Regions from separate parts of the Mus musculus genome. Here region 1 is linked to region 2. A link is a contact called in public HiChIP or PLAC-seq data. All regions are on one chromosome and are shown on one strand. The core of a region is the stretch at or near the end of the contact, and the rest is flanking DNA. Distances in the headings are between cores, read along the strand shown.

Evidence for each region. HiChIP or PLAC-seq counts read pairs in DNA pulled down with a chosen protein or histone mark.
Region 1: an H3K4me3 HiChIP or PLAC-seq map of bone marrow-derived macrophages shows a contact between it and region 2, with 4 times the contacts expected there. The contact joins two enhancer-like sites. A contact is called at or near these places in 2 of 15 datasets of contacts at CTCF or cohesin (large pre-B cells and pro-B cells), 10 of 484 Hi-C or Micro-C datasets (ECoMG-derived neutrophils, the G1E-ER4 cell line, brown adipocytes and 6 more), 17 of 115 datasets of contacts at active chromatin or transcription factors (the 230-238 cell line, the NIH/3T3 cell line, the SCID.adh cell line and 12 more) and 3 of 9 other capture datasets (adipose tissue, embryonic stem cells and liver).

The regions. Positions count from the first base shown.
Region 1 is chr16:93,214,115-93,221,651 of GRCm38.p6, forward strand. No RefSeq gene overlaps it. Among named protein-coding and RNA genes, the nearest start is that of Gm30530, 24 kb to the left of the region's middle. Within about 2 kb of position 1,422, at least 28 of the 459 cell types and tissues checked have an H3K27ac peak or open chromatin away from gene starts, as enhancers often do. A contact at or near this core is called in the G1E-ER4 cell line and bone marrow-derived macrophages, where this site is marked.
Region 2 is chr16:92,688,327-92,695,992 of GRCm38.p6, forward strand. Runx1 (runt related transcription factor 1) reads right to left here. Exons shown (of 8, transcript NM_001111021.2): 3 at 7,158-7,411; 4 at 650-806. Among named protein-coding and RNA genes, the nearest start is that of Gm30281, 70 kb to the right of the region's middle. Within about 2 kb of position 4,000, at least 18 of the 459 cell types and tissues checked have an H3K27ac peak or open chromatin away from gene starts, as enhancers often do. A contact at or near this core is called in the G1E-ER4 cell line and bone marrow-derived macrophages, where this site is marked.

The DNA.
Region 1 (7,537 bases), core at 172-2,671, 520 kb after region 2:
CTGTTGTTCACTTGAGCAAAGTTAGCTGTGTATAGACTAGGATGCTGCCATGACTGTATGTAGCCTAGGATAGCTCTGTATGTAGCCTAGGATAGCTCTGTATGTAGCCTAGGATAGCTCTGTATGTAGCCTAAGGAAAACAGTAAGCTTAAGTATTATGATACTTTTTGTGTGTGACTTTTTTTTTTGTAACTTGAGGTTCTCAGTGTGAACTTTGTAGATGACAAAATCGCACTGTAGCAATATCAAAACCTTGGGCCTGCCTGCAGGGATTCTGATACATTGATGAGACCTCAAACCAGCAGTCCCTTCCCCCTGCATCAAGGAGAACATGAACCATTAGCCTGGCTCTGTGGACCCATGACCCTTTGCTGACCTCTGTATGTCTCCAGGCTGTCCTTGAACTAGCCTAGCTCAGGCTTCTCCATGACTTTGTTGTTCCCTTGGGCAAAGTAGCTCCAAGCTCTCTCATTACGTTATCTGTGCATCCCCTCCACCCCCAACGTGGAACTATGTGCTTTTTCCAGGTTTTTTGGATTGGTGCAAACTTGGGAAACAAATTCATTCCCTAGATAATCTACACGCAACCTCAAAGGAAATTTCAAAACCTGTCTGTCCCCACTTCCTTCTCATCGCAGGGCAAGCACATCACTAGCATAGATCACATAGTTACACACTGGCCTTGCCTTCCACATGTAAGCAACCTCGGTGCTCCCAGTATTACCTCAGTATAGCCAAAAATGCAGAGAGGAAAAAAAATCAACAAAACAAAAGGAATGAATTCCCCAGGTAAAATAGAGCTCACGAGCCACGTGAAACCATATCCCTAATCCCTCATGACCAGGGATTTTAATAAGACACATCCAACTACCAACGAGTTCAAATCCTCCAAGAGAGCAAAAGATGCTGAGCTCTGCCCAAGGCAACATCCAGTAGCCCTATTCCAGGCCACGGGGATTCGGCCACCGTGGGGCTGTAAGGCCAACCTCGTGTCCTTGTAGGAAACCCCAGAAAGCAAGACTCTGTGGATTGGTGGCACAGTGCTCTGAAGGTCAGGAAGGCCATGGGCCTCACCGTCCTGAACATTCTCCATTGGGTCTGTGAGTCAGAGGAGAGTCCCAGTAGGAGGAGCACTGAGAATGTCCACAGGTCCCATGGCCATGAAGAAGCCGCCAAGGGAGCTTGCTTTGTGTTACACGGTCAGGTAGAGTCCACCTCCTTTTCCAGAGCAATCTAAGCGTAGGCTCTGTGTTCCACAGGGCATACAGCTCCATGAGCCTCTCTCTCCCCATCTCTCGTGAGATGCCTGAAGAGCAGACAACAGCAAATTTTGGAGCTTCACTGGTGACAGAGAGAGAGGCTGTGGGCAGGCTAGGCCTCAGCACACAATACACAAGTCAGTCTTCAGTGCTCCCCAACCTTCCTAACGCTGAGACACTTAATAGACTTCCTCATGCTGTGGTGACCCCAACCGTAAAATTGTGTGTGTTGCTACTTCATAACTGTAATTTTGCTATTGTTCTATATTGAAATGTAGATACCTGTGTTTTTGTATGGTCTTAGGTGATCCTGTGATAAGGTCCTTTGAAACCGTCCCCCGAAAGGCATCATGACCCACAGGTTGAGAACCACTGGCTTAGGAGCATATCTTCTTTCAGGAACATTTAAACTTCTTGAAGCTTTCACCCTTACCCCCAACAAAACATTTTGTTAACAGTCAGCTTCCTCTTTCTGACTCACGATAGAAATCTTAAGGCACGCACACAGGCAAATTTGAAGAAGCTGAAAGTCTACACTCCCATTGTCTGAAAGAAGGAGCAATAAAGACTGTCTTCTATGTCCTTCCTGACTCTACAAAAACCCTGTTTACAATAAGCTTGTATTATTTATACAGCCTTCAAGGGGAAGCTCTCTGTGTTAATGTTTTTATGGTAGTTTTTCTCATCACTGGAGAATTTGGGCTTTTGTTTTAAACAATGTTTGTAGGCTATATATAGTGCATCTGGTATTAAAAGCGATGTACCTTGCTCACGTCTTAGCCAATAATCTCTTTCTTGTTTTATGATGAGAAAACCAGAGTCTATAATCACCCAAGTCATTCGTGAGCAAAGCGAGGGGCCAGCTCCCAGGACTGGGCTTCACCACTGAGCTATAGCAGCCCACTAGACAGCTGGAGCATCTAGGGTGTGACAAAAACACAATGGCCTTCATGTATCACAGACACAAAGCCTCAGGTACCCCAGGCTAGCCTAAAACTCCTTATATAGCTGGAGGCTCACCTTGCACCTCTGAATCCCCTGCCTGCACCCTGAGTGCTGTGATTACAGGCTTTGCACCACCACATCTGGTTTATCCAGTGCTGGAGAGGGAACCCAGGTCTTTCTGTATGGGCTTAAGCACTCTCCCACTGAGATATGTTGCTAGCCCAAGAAGACTTCTGAATAAACAGAAATTATATGAACTACCAGTGGGAGGAAATGCTCCTGATTTGGAGAGTGGTAGTGATAGACAATTAAAATTATTTAAAGAAAACCATGGTAAAAATATATTTCTCAGACGGGCAGTTGGTGATACACGCCTTTAATCCCAGCACTTGGGAGGCAGAGGCAGGTAGATTTCTGAGTTCAATGTCAGCCTGGTCTACAGAGTGAGTTCCAGGACAGCCAGGGCTATACAGAGAAACCCTGTCTTGAAAAACCACTATACACACACACACACACACACACACACACACACACACGCACGCACACACACACATACACGCACACACACATGCACACACACATAATTTCTCACTGTGTCTTTCTGTGCAATTTCTAGTAAAATATGAACCTGAAAATGTACAACCCTCACCTTCCTCTTTGGCTTTATGACTAGCGGTTTCAAATGTGACACTGAACATCTCTTGAGGCAGCCTGAATCTGTATCCCCAGGCCATGTCACTCAAAGTTGGCTCAAAACAAACCCTCTCTCATCCTCCTCTGAGTGAAAATGGAGCTCTGTGTGGCAGGTTCCACATGGAGAAGCACCTCCGACCAAATGGAATGCTTGTTGGGAGTCGCATGCGAAATGCCCGCACTGGGCAGACAGACACGTGTTTTCACACATCCTCTGAAGGGCAAGATGCAGTGGGACTGTTTCCCAGAGAAACAATTAGAGAATACTGGAGCCAGATAATTTACAACCTAATGTTAACAGTGAGAGGGGTAGATTCCCACAGTCGTGTCCCCCAGATAAGAACAGCCTTGGAAACTGGACCCTCACAAATCTTAGATGTCACAACACAGGGGTCGGGACCTCCTTCTCCTCCGACTCTGAAGAAAGCCAAAGGCAGATCCCCTCTTAGCGAATGCGTGTAAAATACAAGATTAGCTAGCTTTGCTCCATCGTTGAGTCTGCAAAAAGAAATACTGTTATTGTTGGTTTTGAAATTTTGTTTCCTTTTATTTCACTGAGGCTAGAACATGAAGCAAAATGGCAAGCTTCCCACCACATAAAGAAGCCATTTGGTCCCGTCGAGGACAGAATAAAAATTCTAACTGTGGCATACAGCTAGCACCTGCTCTGGAGCCAGGAGGGAGACAGGACCACAGAGGGGCCAATCTCCTGCTTCCTCCTAGCTACAACCCCAGAAGCCTGAAGTTATCTCTGCCCAAAACCTGGTTGCCTTGGCTGTCAGGAAGGAAGTGAGTTTTCCCAGGATTCCAGCAGACCTAAGACCTAGAATGGGAGAGCAGGTGGATCCTCAGCCCAGCTCCCCAGCTTCAGTGGGAAGGCGATTAAAGGATTAAAATTTGCAGGCAAAGCAATGGAGATCCGAACCATCCCCTCCCCTCCTTGTAACTGAGAAGATAAAAGCTGTTTCCTTTCAAAGCTTCGGGTTAGAGATGAGAGTATTAGCCAATATGTAATCTTATAGCCCCGGCACTCAGCTGAGAGGGGAGAGAGGATAGCCAAGTGTCAATCTGCATTTAGAAAGGGGGGGGGGAGATTAACCCTTGAAATACTCCATCTGAAAACGAAGAAACGTCGTTTCTCTAGGGATGGCTCCCAAACAGGATGATTGGAGATACTGTTATTACAACTGGAAAGAAGTTGGGTGCCGCCGGCGGCATCTTGCAGGTGCCAGGTGGGAAGATTCTACCGAATGCTCAACACACGGGGTAAAAGTGTCAGCCCAGCCCAGGAGGTCCAGAGCACTGGGGCTTGGGCTGGAAATGTAGCTCAATATACAGGTTGCCTTGTGTGCAGAAAGCCTGTGTAAAGATGCACACTTGCAGTCCCGGAACTTGGGAGAGAGAGATGAGAGGGTTGAAGCTTAATTAAGGTCATTCTCAGCTACATAGTGAGTTTAAAGCCGGACGGGACTACACAAGACCATACATCACTAATAGGGGTAGCAAGGGAGACTGGGAGAGCCAAGGTTTTGAGAACCCCTGGTGGGACGATTCTATTCTGGTGTACGTCCTCATTCGTCCAATAGGGGGCGTCCCCTCATATCACAGCCATTCCCGAGGAACCCCAGTCCAACCCTCTAAGTGCATCCTCAGGACTGCTCAGCTTTCCTCCTGGACCATTCCACATGGGAAATTACATACCCAAGGAGCGCTGTCTCCCCACCCAGGCTAATTGATTGCCAGGAAGAACTGCCTTTGCGGTCAGAGAGAGGCACGAGAAAACCTAGCTGTGTCTCTCTTTGTAAACAAGTTGTTTAGCTGTCTCCGCTTTCCATCTAAACAGCTATAGACGTGATCAGACTCTGTGTTTTCAAAATAAGACCCTGCACTTACCACTCTGTTAGCACTTTGGAAATGAGACAGTTCGGCAACATTGGCGCCAGGACAGCTTGGTGCTTAGTGACACCATCAGGGAGAATCTTGACTTAATGTTGTCAATAGGACAACACTTTTTAATACACTTCTGTGTAGCCTAGGGAAGCCATATCTCAGAGCTTCCGATTGCAAGAGTCTTCTTGCAAAGGCCTCACGGCTCATGATTCTAATCGGTACTGGTAAAACTGCTGGCTCTCAGCTCGGTGTTCCCAGTGAAGCCAGAAATGACCCAGGAAGAAGGCAGTCCACCATGCAGTCTGACTATGACTCTTTATGGAAAGATTATTGATCTGTCGATTGTTTTCTTCTGTTAAGAAAAAGAGGCATTATCTATATTTTCGTGGACTGACTATATTCCTTACCGTGTTTTACATGGCCTGACCACATCTCTGCCCTTCTCCACCGCTGTGCCTGCCACAGAGCCATTTAGACATCTTTCTTCCTGAACCACCTTGCTAAAGTCCCAATTCAATATGAGAGTGTCTGGTTGTGAATGAGACCCTCGCAAGGGCTAGCATCAAACATTTACTTCCTTCTGAAACTGCCTTTGTCCCTTTTGGGGGGTTGGGGGATATCAGCTCTTTTAAGATTGGTTGGGTACGTGACAATCTTTGCATGGGATTTGACCATGACAGTAGCTTAACTGGAAAACACTGCAGTAAAACTTTGGCACACCGATAGTGGATTACTTGTAAGGAGCTTTGTACAAGTGCTAGAGAAAACTTTTAGATTATCTGTCTGATAGATTTACCCACTCAGCGTTTGTGCATGCAGTCTGTGCGTGTGAGGATTTATGAAGCTGGCTGATTTAAGTAAGATACACCATGTAACTGGCTGCTTTTACTTATTCTGGAAGCGATGCTTTATATCATGGCATGACTACTTGTGGTATCTGTCCTATGAGTGTGCAATATTGTGCCATAGATTGCGTAGGTTATCAGAGCTAAAGAGCCAGTTTTATCAGCGGCTTGAGGTTGATTGGATACGCCTTTATCAGCGTGTGCTGCAAACGACAAAACTTGCTTACCCACCGTGACTGTCCCAGAAAGATTCACGTGGCAAATGTTTTCTTTCTTTCTCTTTAACATGCCAACATTTAATAGTCTTATATCAGTGAAATACCACTGCATAGATTATAAGAACAATGAGACTTTGTGTGTGTGTGTGCACGTGTGTGTGTCTGTGCATGTGTTTATACATATATCTATGTCTCTATGTACATTTGTCTGTATGCACTAGTGTATCCACATACACTCAACTTATGCTTTAATTTATTTGACTTAAAGCAGTGTATTCCTAAATGATAGTCTAAGAACAGAGAAGCCTCCCAGAGGAGACCCTCCATTTCCCCTGTTGCAGTATGGTTGCAGAGAGGAAGAGCCAGTGGGAGACATTCATTTTTACAAGATGATTGAACAAGGAGGTTGGCTCATGCAGCTGCAGAGACTGACCAGTCCCTCAGTTTGCCTTAAACAAGTGGAATGCCAGGAAAACTGCTACATAACTTGTTCAATCCACAGGATAGAGACCTAAGGACTTTAAGATCTAAAGTCAATAAGGAATGGATGTCCTAGAGTCCAGGGGCAGGAGGGACTGATTTCTCATAGACCAAGGGCAAGAATGATGGACGTTTCATAGACCAAGGGCAAGAGGAGCTGATGTCTCATCATCCAAGAGTGCGGGCGGGGGTGGATGTCTCATAGTCTAAGAGCAGGAGGGGTGGATGTCTTATAGTTCAAGGGCAGGAAGGGATGAATGTCCCATAGTCCAAGAAAGGGTTGATGACTCATGGTCCAAGGGCAGGAGAAGTTGATGTGTCATGGTCCAAGGGCAGGAGGGGTAGACATCCCAGAGTCCAAGGTCAGAAAAGGGTGGATATCCTAGAGTCTACAGGAAGGAGGGATGATTGTTCCATAGTCCAAGGATGGGAGAGGTGGATGTCTCCTGGTCCAAGGGTGGGAAGGGATAGATATCCCAGAGTCCAAGGGCAGGAGGAATAGATGGCCCAGAGTCCAAGAAGAGATAGATGTCCACTCTCATAAAGAGAAAAGGTGTCCTTCCTCTAACCTTTGTTTTCTTCGGACCTTTTGATAATTCGCTGAACTGCATGTGTTGGTGAGGGCCATCTGTGTCCTCTCTACTGGTCCAGACACTTATTTCTTCCAGAAACACCTTCTCAGACACACCCGCACATAATGTTTTACCATACATATGGGCATCCCTGAACACAGTCAGGTTGATGTACAAAGTTAACTAATCATCATACCCAGCTGATAAATCTCACCAAAGATAATTCTTAGGTTTACCTCGTTCAGTAATGTGGGGGTGCTTGTAGAGAGTATTATCAACTGAATTGATTTCCCATTCAAATTTACATATCAATGTCACCTCACCAATTAGACTAGGCCTTAGTCAGAATGTCCCAGGGATCCACCCATCTCTGCCTCCCTGCCCAGGTCTGGGATTACAAGCACATACCACTATGTCTGGCATTTTTTACACAGCTTCTGTAAGTGCTTTGCCAACTAAATCATATTCCTCAGACCCTTGACTGGACTTTCATATCTCTCCAAAAATTCATATTTTGAAATCTTTGTCCTCACAGTGACACTTTTAGAAGGACACTTTGGAAGTTGATTGGGAGGGTGCTGGTGATGGGATTAATGTCTTTTGGGGAGCTCCAGTGAGCTTGTCATGAGGCCACC
Region 2 (7,666 bases), core at 2,750-5,249:
TAATAACTGGTTAAAGGTGAGGCATAATAACTGCATGTCCAGCTGGGCTAAGGAAATAATTTGGTCTCTCACATGAGCAGTATCTAAATGTTAAGTGAGCCTGGCTTCTCCCACCAAACCATACACAAAGAATGCATAGTGAAGGTCACACTGCTCTCAGATGTACCAGTAAGAGTCCATTTTTTTTAATCCTAGGAATATAAGCTTACTTAAAACTATATCAATAAGGGTTCCCCCAAAATTATTGATGTGACCAACTGAAACCCTGTCGCATGTTCGAGGGAGCGTAAGTACCATATGATAAAGGCTCATGGCTTTGATTATCCCATAGTGACCACCCATTATACAATCTCAGTCCTCATTCTGGGGTGGTTCGCTCACTTATCTCAGTTTAGGAAAACGGTGGAATGTTTTATTGAACTTCACAATTCACGCATCACACACTGTGCGTTCCAAGTCCATCACACGCTGTGCGTTCCAAGTCAGTTGTAAGCCAATTTAGTCATCAAAACGTGATAATATCCAGTTGTTAGGTATCAAATAAACATTACCTTAAATAAATATCATTATGCTGCATCAATAATAAGAAACGGCTACTATTTGGAAAACCCGGGTTCGAATTTCACACCCATCCGTGACAGATACGCACCTCTACCGCTCCGCCCGACAAACCTGAGGTCGTTGAATCTCGCTACCTGGTTCTTCATGGCCGCGGTAGCATTTCTCAGTTCTGCCGAGTAGTTTTCATCGTTGCCTGCCATGACGGTGACCAGAGTGCCATCCGGGACGTCCCCCAGTGCCACCACCTAGACGTCAACCAAGGGACAAATGCAGACATCAGTGCTGTCACAGGCACCTGGCTGTGTCATTTGTCTGGCAATTGCGCTGATGTTAAACTTAATGCTTAATGGTGACACTTTCTAGTTTATAGAAGAGCCGTCCGTCATCATTTGATCATCGTGACAGAAACAGCTTGCTGTGAGTCCTGCGATGCAGAGACAGGTGTGGATTTTCAAATAAGGAAGACACAGAGATTAAAGGAGAAAAGCCACAGAAGGTCACAGGACACAGTGGGAACAAGACAAGCGGGGACAGGAATTCTGAAAAGCTACTACTGTTTCTCATTGGTACAGTTATCTCTTAAGACCTCATATTCGAAAGACAGAAAGTCTTGTGTTTGTAGATTTGTGATCTAATCCACTTCAAAAAAAGATTTATCTTGGCATTTTGAATTAAGTGTATGTGGGTGGGCATTTTCTTGAGAGCAGGCCATGAAGGCCAGAGGAGCAAATTACCCTGGGACTGGAGTTGTAGGCAGATGTGAGCCACCTGACATAGGTTCTAGGAATCAGACCCATTCTCTGTATCATGAATCATGTTGGTAACCACTGAGCCATCTCTCTGGCCCCACCTTTTACTTGCTTGGCCCCTTCTTGGTGCACCTAAGGAAACCTGGATGAAAGTATTTAAATTTAGTTCTGCTCTAAATTTGTTACTGGTTGTTGTTGTTGTTGTTTGAGGCAGGGTCTCAGATAGCCCAGGCTGGCCCCCGCCTCACTGTATCTTGAACCCTTGAGTGATCTTGAACCCCCGATCTTCCTCTCTTCTCTGCTAGTGCTGGGGTTAGAGGTGTGTGTGCCACCCAGTGTGCAGCTTCCAAGGATGACCCGGAAATACTTAAACTGTCTGTCTGCAGCTAATCTCTGGCACCTCTTCCTGCCGCTCTTGGACACTCACCAGCAGCAAACTCTTGCACCCAAGGAGAAAAACTAGACACGGGCCACTTCTTTATTATTAATTACAAGCGGGATGACCTCAGTGACTACGGGTGCTCCAGTGTGGTCATTCTCCTCAAATCAAAGGTAGAACCAGACTGCTGTCTGGCATCTGTATGAACTGTGTTCTGGGGGATTCCGTTACTGCCACTGAAAAGGTAAGGGCTTAGTATATTTGGAAAGACAACTTGTAGATGAGCTTACTTTATATCCAGAAAACCAAAAAAAGTAGTAATTTCAGATTAAAACACTCTGAAGCCTTGAAAGTGCTTCACAAAACATTACCCACTGCTTGGCTGCTCTTTGGTCCTTTTGGTTTTGTTTTAGAGAGCTATGGTTTCACGATGGAGCCTAGAATGGCCTTGAACTCCCAGTCCTCTTAGCCTTCGAGGTCAGGATTTACAGGTGTGCACCACCAAGCCTGCCGTTCTTTGACTTCAGCTAAAGTTTCCAGTTTTGACTTGATATCGGTTATGTTTGCCTTGTTCCATATTCAAAGCGACCACAGGATTTCAAATCGCCATGCCCCGAGAGTTCAGTTTGTTCCAACCATTCCAGACACATGCTGTCAGTCTTCGGTGAGATGTCTGTTATTTATCTCAGTTGTGTGGTCATCCTCGGGCAGGTTTTCCCGGGATGGCAGCAGAAACATCTCTTCTTCTACTGCCACTTTGTTTTTCTCAGTTTTTGTACACTGGCTGCTTCACAATCTATCAGAGGGATATTTCTCATTCTGTATGAAATAACCCCGCCGCAGATCTGCTAATCTGGTATCAAGGTCTGGTCTCTCTGCTCGCCATTCTTACTGGGTGCTTAGTCATGTCTCCTTCCCGCTGTTCGATGTCCTGCAGATGGCTATCTGGGCGATTTTATTCATTGTGGCTGCTCTATCTCCTGCGTTCTAAAGAACCTATGTCAGGAAATTGCCCCAGCTACCCTGAGAAATGGACAGAGGGGACCCCTAGGACATCACTAGGACACTCTGCTCTCTAGGACTGGGTATGTATCTTGCTATCTCTTTAATTTTTATCTGTTTTCACTCACTTGCTTTGTGAAACAAGGACCCTGCGGCCCCTTGCCTCTGCTTTTAACCCTTTCATGTCAACTGTTGGACGTGTTTTCTACAAAGGAGATTTTAAAAACGCTTATTCTCCAAGCAATATGTAATTAGATGTTTCTATCCCACCACAAATGTTTGATGCCTTTAATTAGGAGTGGTAATAAGACAACTCTTTTGTTTCAAAGAACATCATTGAAATAAATTCCCCTGCTCGGTTAATTGATCATTATTATCTTTTCTTTCTATTCCTACAAAATGTTACTCCTGTAAATTCTGTTTTCTGTCTATTTTTCCCCCCATCTCTCTCATCAATGTTTTCATTTCCCTCTGCACAGTTTGCTCACAAGGATGAGATACCCTCTGTGAAAATGCTTCACTTCCTTGCCTTCATCTCCCTGTGGAGACCTAGGCCTTTCCAGTTCATCTCAACACCCACTGGGCTCCGAGGGCACTGAATCGACATCCGGGCTTCCAGTCTGAATGCCTGACTGTTGGGGCCCATATCTCCTAAGAGGCCAAAATGAATAAATCCTGTTCCAGAGCGCCCAAAGGCACGCCAAGTCATGAATTCCCACTGTGCCCCACCGTGCCTCAGTTTACCATGGTTGTTCCAGGGATCCCTCATTACCAAGAGGTCAAACCCATGAGGCCCCCTCGTCTACAGCACAAGAGGACCATGGTGGCCAAGAAAAGCTTGTTGATGTTGGAATTCAAAAGTCTAAAAATTAGGAGTTTAAATTGCATCACCCCCATTTCTAAAGGAAGCAGGAAGGGGGCATCCAGTGGCTCGGTTACTACTTCTTGGGCTTTTTGATTTATCTCCAAAGAGTTTTGATGGAGAAGGGAAGGAGACAAAATTAAATCCAGGGACATTTAACTCTGTACTTAAAACAATGACAAGCACACCTAGGCTAGGTTACTAGCACTGTTGTTGTTTTATTTAAAGCTAAGATGTCTTCCAATTTGATATAGATTTTTGTCACTGAGAGATGATATAGAAATAATGAAAAGAAATCAAACTTCAAACAGAAATACAAAGCAGTGTCTGCAGTAAAAAGCTATAAACAATAGGTAAGGCAAGAGAAACATTTACATTTAGTACAGACCAAACAGACAAGAAGGGACTTGCTGGCCCAAGATAGCTCATATTTTGTTGAACTTCTCTGTTCTTCAAGTATCAGGAAGTTGGGCCAAATGTCAGCTGTCTTCTCTGCTCTGAGGACTTCCCAGCACTGTTCTTGGCTAGCCTATTCTTAGTTTGAAACTGGCATTTTCCAACAATTTTACAGGTTGAAATTAAAGCAACAACTTAGTTACTGCAAATTCTCTAATCTTCCAGAGTTTCAAAGAGGCTGTGGAATGGAACGTAGAATTTATCTGAGATGACATTTAACACATAGCTAGGGATCATGGTCTTCCGGCCAGAATTTTATTTATTTATTTATTTATTTATTTATTTATTGGAAAGCATATTCCATCAGCACCCATGGTCTTTGAACTTCCCTGATAAAGGTATGTTTATATTTTTGTGCTCTGGTGTACCAGGGGCTAAACAAATTCTTTTATTACAGTATTATAAAATCTACTGCAAGTCACCTAGACAACTTTGTAGACGGTATCTGCAAATATTGTGTAGTATGGAGCAGATTTCCCAGTTTCTCGGCAGTGAAATTAAGTGTTTCTTCTATGCTGAGATAAACAGTCTATAGGTGGAAAGAGGGGTGGAGGATGGGAGGACTAATTAGCATAATTTTAATCAATTTTCAAGGGACTTCATGATTGTAAGTCTCCTGATAATTCTGAAGATTAAAGCGGAGGACTTAACAAGATTCCGGAAGGTTCCGGGAGATGCTCTTCTACAAGTGATCTGAACAGGGCTTCACATCATCCGATTTTTATCTGGGGGTGGTGGCGGCAGCAGGGAATAGGATAAGTCCTGCAGGGTTAACCCCTAAAGAGATTCCGGAATCTTAATTCACATGTAAATGTAAAGACTGTTGGTAGAAACTGCTTCTGTGTGTTTGGTAGGAGCTGGCACACAGAGGGGCCAGGGCCCATAGAAAATACAGCAAGGAAGATGGTCTGTTTCCAAGTCCAGCTTCCTCTTAAACCCAGCCTTTAAATCTCCTTTCCCTCCGCAAATTCTATCTACTGACTGGTGAGCTCCTTGAAGCAGCCGTCCCTCTGTGGGACAGCATAGGTGGTGACAGATATTAATCCAGAGGTCTGATTTTTCAACTTCCCTGTCCACCGTGACCTTTGTCATGGCTCCTGGCTGTCACTCAGGGAAACACACTGAGGTCTTTCCAAAATCATTTGTAAAGGGGAATCTCTACGGCAGTGATTATTTTTGTTAAAAGGAAAAAATTATTTTTCGTGGCTTGTAAAGGCAATGTGTAAGGTCTTTAATTCTTTTGAAAAGAAAAATAAACATTTCCATGTGGTAGCTCAAGACGGGACCACGTCAACTCCTGAAGACCATTTTAAAAATCAGTTATTTAGTGTCTTGATAAACTGGGATTCCCTGGTAGACTAAGACGAAGAAGAACAACCACAACCACAACAATAACAACAACAACAACCACAGCAACAAAGCTCAGAAAAGACCCAATTTCTTCCCTCAAGGAAGCCACAGTCCCTTTAGCTAGGCTGGCAGGGAGATCTACCTTAACTGGCCCTTTCCTTGACTACAATAAGTTTGATTTCTCTCTGTTCTCTGAAAGTGACCTTAGGGCTGAGCCCAGATAGGTCCCTCTCAGGGTAAACAGAAGACAACACCAGCTAAATTTGTTTTTCTAAAGGAATTGGGACGGATTCCCCAATACTTGGAAGGGAAGGAAAACCCGAGTGCCTGGCTCCCCTTCAGACTCTCAACCCCACCTCTACCCCTTTAAAAAGTTGCTTTCACAACAGTGGTAAAGGTGGCAATTCTACAGACAGAGTCAGCAGCAAATTCTACTTCTATGATTTTTTTTTTTAATGTGGATGGTCTTTTTAGCATGAAAAGGGGAACCGGACAGCACTTGTCAAAAAGTGAGCGCTATTCATTGTAATTAGATCAAGATCCAGCTGAGGCCTGGAACTACGAAAAGCTTAAATTAAATTAATCTCCCTCCTAAATGAGACAATTATTCAGCTAAATTGAAAAAAAGAAAAAAGAAAAAGGAGAGCAGCTTCCCTTTTCAGCTCGGGTCCCGCCTTCTTAGCCTTTTAAAAACACAACTTGACAGAGTCTTTTTGCTCTCAGCTGTACCTTTTAAAACCCACCTCAGGAGAAGACCAAAGAAGAGAATCTAAATTCCTCCAGCTCCCTGCCAGAGTTGTAGGGTGGTTCTTTCTTTCTTCTTCTTCTTCTTATTCTTTTTTTTTTTAAACCGCCCGAGGTTGTTTATATATAGCTTCTGAAAGCCAAGTTTTAGACGCAACACAAAGCTAGGGCAAGATCAGGGTGAAAAGCGACCTGACCAACGTGAGCTGCCCACCTGAAGTTGCCGGGTCTACAAGGCCCCTTGCTCAAACAGAAAAGCTGCTGGATTGGACCTTTTTGGGTGTCGGTAGACACCTTGTCACCTTTCTTGCCTGGGGCTTAATTTAGGTGAGCCAGCGATAATATTCTGGAGGTTCCAGAAAAAGCAACAGGATTCAATACTTGCGGCTTCTGGCAGGAGCAGGCTACAGGCTCGGAAAAACTCCGGACTTTGGCAAACTTAACCAACTACTCCTTGCCGCGGACTTTGGACACGCTGAATCTTATAGCGCGATTTAAAAAAAAAAAAAAAAAAAAAAGGCGGCGGGGCGTGTGTGTGTGTGTGTGTGTGTGTGTGTGTGTGTGTGTGTGTGTGTGTGTGATCCCTGGCTGTTTCCCTTGGTTTATTTATTTATTTTTTTCTTCTGACCTGAAGGTACTAAAGCATCTCTTATTTTATTTCCTGATGCTTTCATTTGAGAGATACAAAACGGTCTGGGTGTTCATCCAGAGGTTCGGGGAACCTTAAGGAAGATGGACTGGCCCGATCCAAGGTTCTAACTTTTTCTATTTCGTAGCAAAGATAAGGAAGGCCCTTGGTAGGCGCTCTGAAATTATCCTGATTTTTTTTTAAAAAAACTCCCTCTTGGATACCTCTGAGGCTGACCCTCCCGAGGGTCGCCACGGTAACGCAGCATCCCCCCCCCCATCCCAAACTCAGTGAGAAGGACCAGAGACTTCTACTACAGGCAGCACCCTTCTCTAGAAGCCGCCTTAGCCTCTGCCCCCTAGGCTCACTCTGGCCATCGGCTGACCTCCACCTGCTCCTCCCGCCACCCTCTTCAGGCAGGAGTACCTTGAAAGCGATGGGCAGGGTCTTGTTGCAGCGCCAGTGAGTGGGTAGCACGGAGCAGAGGAAGTTGGGGCTGTCGGTGCGCACTAGCTCGCCAGGGTGGTCAGCTAGTACCTCCACCATGCTGCGGTCGCCGCTCCTCAGCTTGCTGGCCAGGGCGGCGCCGCCATCCGGGGCGCCCAGCGGCAGCGCCTCGCTCATCTTGCCGGGGCTCAGCGCGGTGGAAGGCGGCGTGAAGCGGCGGCTCGTGCTGGCATCTACGGGGATACGCATCACAACAAGCCGATTGAGTAAGGACCCTGAAAACAGCTCCTACTAGACGGCGACAGGGGCTCGGATCTTCTGCAAGCTGCTCCCGGGAGACCAACATACAAGTTCAGAAGCCTTTATTACTACCGGAGGGTTGTGGGGGTAGGAGACTAAATTACCATCAGTCCCGGACTGAGATCTAGTTACACGGATCGGCCTCACACCCAAGCAGGGTTAGCAACTGGCCGCTTAGTGCGTTAAAA